Regions from separate parts of the Mus musculus genome. Here region 1 is linked to region 2. A link is a contact called in public Hi-C data. All regions are on one chromosome and are shown on one strand. Each heading gives the region's core, a stretch centred on a gene start, on an enhancer-like site or on the middle of the called end of the contact. The rest is flanking DNA. Distances are from core to core; before and after follow the strand shown. Region 1 overlaps Nfrkb (nuclear factor related to kappa B binding protein). Region 2 holds the start of Zbtb44 (zinc finger and BTB domain containing 44).

Evidence for each region. Hi-C and Micro-C count contacts between places; a contact is called where the count stands out from the background.
Region 1: a Hi-C map of B cells shows a contact between it and region 2, with 15 read pairs. The contact joins the enhancer-like site here to the promoter of Zbtb44 in region 2. A contact is called at or near these places in 2 of 39 promoter capture datasets (the C10 cell line and pre-B cells), 1 of 484 Hi-C or Micro-C datasets (B cells), 3 of 115 datasets of contacts at active chromatin or transcription factors (embryonic stem cells, fetal liver and pancreatic cancer cells) and 1 of 9 other capture datasets (adipose tissue).

The regions. Positions count from the first base shown.
Region 1 is chr9:31,417,609-31,421,016 of GRCm38.p6, reverse strand. Nfrkb (nuclear factor related to kappa B binding protein) reads right to left here. Exons shown (of 26, transcript NM_172766.3): 24 at 1,935-2,041; 25 at 1,068-1,203; 26 at 1-962. The coding sequence ends at 837. Among named protein-coding and RNA genes, the nearest start is that of Nfrkb, 33 kb to the right of the region's middle. Within about 2 kb of position 2,001, at least 38 of the 459 cell types and tissues checked have an H3K27ac peak or open chromatin away from gene starts, as enhancers often do. A contact at or near this core is called in B cells, where this site is marked.
Region 2 is chr9:31,028,676-31,032,091 of GRCm38.p6, reverse strand. It overlaps Zbtb44 (zinc finger and BTB domain containing 44), which reads right to left and starts at 1,448. Exons shown (of 6, transcript NM_001115130.1): 1 at 1,134-1,448.

The DNA.
Region 1 (3,408 bases), core at 752-3,251, 390 kb before region 2:
GCAATGGCTGTTGTACAGCAAGGAGAATGTGCAATGTCTGGGCTGTAAGCAAGTGCTCTGAGAGCAGCATCCCACCGGCTTTCCCTACTCTCTTGTCCAACAGCTCTGAACCTCCATGTGAACAGGCTTGTTGAGGATAACCCCACAGGAGAAGACGCAGGGACAACCAAGATCAGACACTCATATTCAGTACACTGTGCTGAACTAGTCCCACTTGAGGGGTCCATGCTACCTCATGGCCTACATTTCTTACTATATAACCTCTCCACTATCAAGTAAGCCACCAACCTACTAAGAGCCTTGCTATGTTCTCATTCTGGTTGAAGGGGTAAGTGATCAGTTTAGGGGCACTAAAGCCCAGGTTTCTATTTGATAAAAGACATATAGTAGGTTCTTTAAAAAAATAAGTTACACAAAAATTTTCTGGACACAAAACTCACATCTCAACAAGTCACCAAGAGGATCAGAAACTAAAAAGTAAAACCTCACATAGAATGAGGCTTATTCCCTGCCGGCCCACTCAGCAACTGGCAGGCCTGCTCCCTGGACATCCAACACTCGGGAGGTAACCCTGGCTTGTGTGACTGTGACCTCCCAAGACTCTGATGTTCTCTCTTCCTGGACTAGACAGATTATCCCTGGAGCCCTAAAGAGGGACCCCTTTCAGAGCTTCACTCTGGAGCGTGGCAGCAGAACCTAGGCCGCAGTTGCCATCACTCTCCACCACCCTGCCTCAAGCAGGACAGCTCAGAAGAACGATGCAGCCTCCTGCTGCTCCCTTTCTGTCGGCCGAGATCCACCGGGCCTGGTCTCTTAGAGAAGCCGCCTCTCCTCGGTCACTGCTGCTCAGGTGCTTGTTTAGGAGATGGAGCTGTGGTCACAACAACAGTGGACACTGCTTTGGAGGAGCCAGAAGCCGTGCCCTGTTGCAGATGGGATGCCGGGACGGTCTGGATGCGCACCTGCTTACAAAGAGAGGAGGTCTGATCAGTGGACTGCACTGTTCATCAGTGAAGAAAAGAAAACAGACAAACCTGAGCTGGTCAACAGTCTGCATCAGACCTTACCTGTGTAGCCTGACCTTGTTGCTGAAGCTGCTGCAACTGCTGAGCAGTGAGGAAACTCACTGGCTTATTGCCAGCAATGAGTTTGGTACCTGCTGGCATGGTCGTGAGGATGATGTTGCGACCCAGCCCACTGAGACTGTGAAAGGGAAACGGAGGTAAGTATGACGACATTGCTCAGGCTCAGAATGAGGCTACGTATTGCATGAAGGACAACGAAGAGGCCCAGGAAGAATCTTCTGGATTCAAATGCAATCTCATACTAGGACATTTCTTCTAGCCTTCCGTGGCAAGAACCGCCAGAGTAGTGGATAAAATGGCCTAAACTCTACACACGGCCCAGGAAGAGTCAGGCACTACCAGGAAGCATGTATCCCTAGCAAGGAACTCTCGAAGTTGGACAAGAACTCAGAGTATCCCAGAGAGTACAGGAGTGAGTCAGCCTCAGCAACCCAGGAAGATGCCTGTCTCTTAGGAAAGAAAGGGCCACCCCACATCCCAAAACAGCTTTATAGTGATTAGGAATGCCAGAATGACTGCATGAGTCTTTTATTCCTGTTTAAGTCAGGGCCAGAGAAAACCAACATTTGCCAAACTATCTTAAGCTTGGCCTCAAATACAGGGCGGGTCCCTTACAGCATCCCAGGCCAGCACCCTGCACTTCCTCGCTTTCTACACGCAATATATACTGCTTTACTACCTCCCCCCCCCCCCCCCCCCCGCCCGTCGGATTCCTCTCCCTACTCTATCCAAAACAGTACTGGGGATGTGTATTACTGATGCAATGTGTATTACTGATGAACATGTCAGCTGCCAGCCACCTTCCCATTCTGGACCAACTGTATTTGCAATTCTACAAACAGCACTCACTTGGCTCCAAGGTTGCCTTTGATGATGGGGGCTGTGACCACGCTCTTGCCCTTCATTGGCTGGCTAATCACAGAAAGAGGAACTGTGATTCTGGTAGGCAGTTTCCCCTACAAAGAAAACAATTAGCTTTGTGGGGAAGAAGGAGATATAACAAAACAGCTAGTGTTTACAGAGAAGAAGCAAGAGCACTACAGACACCTCCAACCCTCATTTCCCCAAGGGTCCCAATGTTCCTGAAGACAGAACCCAAGCAACTCTAATAAATCGGCTTATAACAAGTTATATATCATTTGTTCTACTATCTAAAGAACAGCAACTGTCTGTCATGCGAGGCTCGTGTGTGTGTGTGTGTGTGTGTGTGTGTGTGTGTGTGTGTGTGTGTCTGTCTGTCTGTCTGTCTGTCTGTCTGTCTCAATTCAGTCTTCCTGCCTTGGCTTCTGCAGTGCTAGGACTCCAGGCATGCACCACACACTCAGCTAATAGCCTGGGACTTTTAAACAATGCGGGCAACTCCATTTTCTGTGTAAGTAAAAGCCTTTGGAGACAAAGGGTGCAAGAGTATAGTTTCAATAGGAAATGTCCCCCACTGGCTCATACACTGACTGCTGCCAAGACTAATCTGAAAGAAGACAGACACTTTCAGGAGAGGTGAGGCCTAGCTGGAGAAAGCAGCCAGGGGGAGTATGATCCTGAAGGCTAGCTTGATCCCTCAGTCTGGTCGTTGCGCCACTGGATGCTCCCTCTCATGAGCTGAGCAGCCTGAGACATGCTCCTACCACTATTATTCTCTGCCTCATCACTGGCCCACAATCGACAAAGCAAAAGTCTGGGCTAAAACCTCTATGACCATGTCCTGAATTCATCTCCCTAAGTTGTTTATGACAGGATTTTGACACAGCAATATAAAATCTGACAGAGGGCTGGTGAGATGGCTCAGTGGGTAAGAGCACCCGACTGCTCTTCCGAAGGTCCAGAGTTCAAATCCCAGCAACCACATGGTGGCTCACAACCATCTGTAACGAGATCTGACGCCCTCTTCTGGTGTGTCTGAAGACAGCTACAGTGTACTTACATGTAATAAATAAATAAATCTTTAAAAAAAAAAATAAATAAAATCTGACAGAATATAATTCTCAAAAATTATTTTTTTTTACATTTTTATGTTTGTATTTTACCTGAATGTGTGTATGTGCACAACACATGTGCCTAATGCCAGTGAAAGACACGAGGGCACTGAATCTACTGGAACTTTAGTTATAAATGGTTATGAGCCACTATGGGGATGCTGGATCCTCTGGGTATAATTCTTTATATACTCCTGGATCTGTAGAACTTTTCTGTCTAGATCCATGAAGAATGCTGGCCTACAGCTTTTCTTTACTGCAATGTCTGCATCTGGTTCTGGTGTGAGGATGGTGCTGACCTCACAGTCAGATTAAGTGATTCTACTACTCCTACAAAAAATTTACACTAT
Region 2 (3,416 bases), core at 199-2,698:
TTCAATTGTCAATTGGGCAACCTGGGGCAAGTTACAATTAATATTACTAAGTTTCTGTCAATTCTATAAAACTCAAAAGTAACTATATCACCAGGTTCTAAGAATAAGACTATAGCTCTAACAAAGCAAAGCATTGTTGCACAAAGTAAGTAAACCTGGTTTTTGTAATTAATAAATACAAATCATCACAAAATACAAATGGATTAAGAAAACACTCCTTTTTATATTCCATGGGGAGAACTACAAAGACATAAACGAATATTATAAATCAACTGGAAATCAAAGTAAATAGGAACAAAAAAATCAAGATCTATGTAGTACTTTTTAAATCAAGAATTACCAAAAAGGCAAAAGGAAATATCAAATCTTTATCCAGCCTCTGTTGTCTATTATATGGTATAGTTCGCTTTGGGTATTAACTTATCTCTGCAAAAAAATGCTAATAAGCGGAAGTTGAGAATTTTTCTGAAAACACACATTCAACAGATTAGTATGCTTATATGCTTAAAAAAGTAGTTTTGGTCTTAATTTCTGTAAGTTCCGTGAAAGTACGTAAACATCGCGGTTTTCAATAGATTCTGGTTAAGGTTTACAAAAACCAAACTGATGCGATTTCCTTTAATCAGTTGTAACTTAGTTGTCATTTCACTTGCAGGTAACCCCTAGCTTTTTGTTAGGCCGACAGTAAAAAGACCAGCTACAGAGTGATCCTCAGGTAGGTGGGAGGGGGTTAGAAGTGTTTGCATTCTCTATTTCTTTTTAAGAAAAGTGCCGTTCCGACGCGGGCGAGTAGGGCAGCCTGGGAGAGGAAGGAATAAACAAGTCTAGGGCTCGCGCGTAGACCAGGTGAGCGGGTAATAAATGGCCCGGCAGCACAGCATTTGTTATTGGGCGGATTTTCTGGCCGATAGGCTCCCCTGGAAGATCTGGGTGACGGCTTCAGGTCCGCTGGGACCAAGGCCAGTCCCCCTCTAAGGATTAATCGCCAATGAGGGGGACCCTGTGGGTGCCTCCCAGCACGAATCAGGGTGACAAACCAGGTTTCCTCTCCCTCCCGCGTCCAGGTGGGTGACAAGTGGTGTCAGTCCCCAGGCCGGCCCGCCGTCTCCCCACTGGCCCTCCCCTCCCGTTACCTGCGGGCGGCGGTGCCGAGGCCCGGAGGCCTGCAACTGCTCCTCCTCTTCCCCGCCAGGCTGGGGCGGCGAGGTGGCGGTGGCTGTGGCGGTGGCGGAGGCAGCGGCGGTGGCGGCAACCCGGGGGGAGGGGGCGGAGCGCGCGACTGGCTCCTCTCCTCCCCCGGGAGGCTCAGGGGACCCTATCTCGGGCCGCCGCTCCTAGGCCAGTGTGCAGCCTGGGACTGGGCGCGCATGGCGGCGCCACTCACCCGCGTGGCCGCGAGGTGCGAGAGTGCGAGGCGCGAGGAGAGCGCCGGGCGCCCGTGGGCCTGAGGGGAGGAGCGAGGGGCCCAGCCCGCTGCGCACGGACGGCCGTTGGGGGCGGTTGGTCGAGGGCGGCCGAAGGCTCGCTCGCGCTGGCCGCGGCGGGGCGGGGTGGGGAAGGGGAAAGGGACTGAGGGGAGAGGACGGGAGGCTGGGAGGGAGCCGCCGCAGCGCGCGTGCGGGCGTGCGGGCGGGCGGGCGCCGCCGTAGCCGCTCGTTTCACTCCAGCCTGTTTGGGGGCACTTTGTTTGTGTCCCACAATGCTCCGCGCGGCCGGCCGGCCCGGCCTAGGGAGAGGGAGGGGCGGGGCCGCGCTGGAGGCGGTGCGCGGCTATTGCGCAAGCGTAGTGCGAGCTGTCCTTCGCCGGTGGTGCAAGCCAGACGCTGAAGCACAGCGGGCCTTGACCCAGTCTGTGTGCACTTGTCTGTGAGCTTCGTATGCATAAGCGCCATGAGGCCTGTCGGGTTGTCGTCCCGTAGCTGTGGTCTGGTCCTGCGCCGAAGGAAGCCAGCGTTAGGATGATTTGCTTTTCTTGGAGCTAAAAACCGAAAGAAACTCTCTTCCCCGGGTGGTTTCTGTAGCAGCAAAGCACTCCAGCATTTCCCGGTCGGGAAAGGAATCTGGGTGGTGTGGCCATTTTTCACACGTGGAAACTGAGGCCTATTAGGGCGTGGCCACGAGGGCCTCTGAGAATCTGGCGAGCTCCCCTGCTTTCTCCCCGATGATCAGCGATCCCCCGCAAGGGTTACTACCGAGCGTCTTGACAGGTCTAGCAGCCTTGTCGTACTTTGAGGTTGCCATAGCATTTTTCTGATTACCATGGCAGGAAGTGCAGTTCTGAGCAGACCAGAAAAAAAAATTGGCTCCCATGTCTTTTTTCTTTCCCCAACACAGACTGGCTTCTAAAACCTAAAGCAACTGTGAACTATTCCTTCCCTTACGGTGAATCCCGTTCTAGTACACAGTCTCGCCCTTGGGGAAGGGAATGTGTGGATCACCGAAAATTGACTGTTCTTCTCTAGAGGGTTACTGTCTGAGTTTCGGTCGCTGTAAAGTCTGCCTGTAGGATAAAATACCCTAAGGTGTGGCTACCTCGGACCTCAGGGAATCAGACCTGGCGATTGGGGGCACTGGGGGCGGAGTGGGTATTCCTGGAGGCAAGTGGGATTGCGCCCCAGAAGAGGAGAAGGGCAGGATACCAGTCAAGACCGCTGCAATTTGGGTGCTGGGCATGCTATGTACCTACACCTCCAGTTTTTAAACCGAAAGACTTCTTTGTGCAAGGTAGGTTGATCTCCCAGCTGCATTAGACACTTGGCTGCCTCTGACTTAAACCACCCTCTACCAGAGCACCCAAAGCGATGAAATTTTTCAAAATAATGTCAACAAAATCAAAGTCTATGCTCCAACAAATTTTCAAGAGTTAGAAAGTATTTAATCCTTGACAACCTAATCTACAACTTTCTTAATATTATTCTATCAAGTTTTTATTATTCCATTTCAGTGATGAGCAACATCAGAAAACAAATCGGGCCTGGCTTTACAGTGAGATTTGAAGAATCTTACTAACTACGGAGGCGCCTGAGCTAAAAAGGCCCTTGGTAGAGTGTGTACTGAAAACATATGTCATGGAAAAACAAGGGGAGAAGAATCTAGTGGGAATAAAGTAGACAAATAAAGCCTGTGTCTTAGTCTATTTAATTGGACAGCCAAGAGAGCATTCATTTGGGCATTTCTAATTGTGACTCAAGGGACAGAAATGGCGGTTAATGTTCGTAGGACAGGCAGAACTCAGGAGTGCACACACACACACACACACACACGGGGGGGGGGGGGTTGGCGGGGGGGGGGGGGAGAGAGTGCAAGCACCTCTCCTTTTTCTTTCTCTTAAGCTCTGTCTATTTCTCATTTTGTCTCTAAAAATGCTATCCTCCCAGCCCATTCCCACCCTAGGTCTAAAGAATTTATTAAGCAAC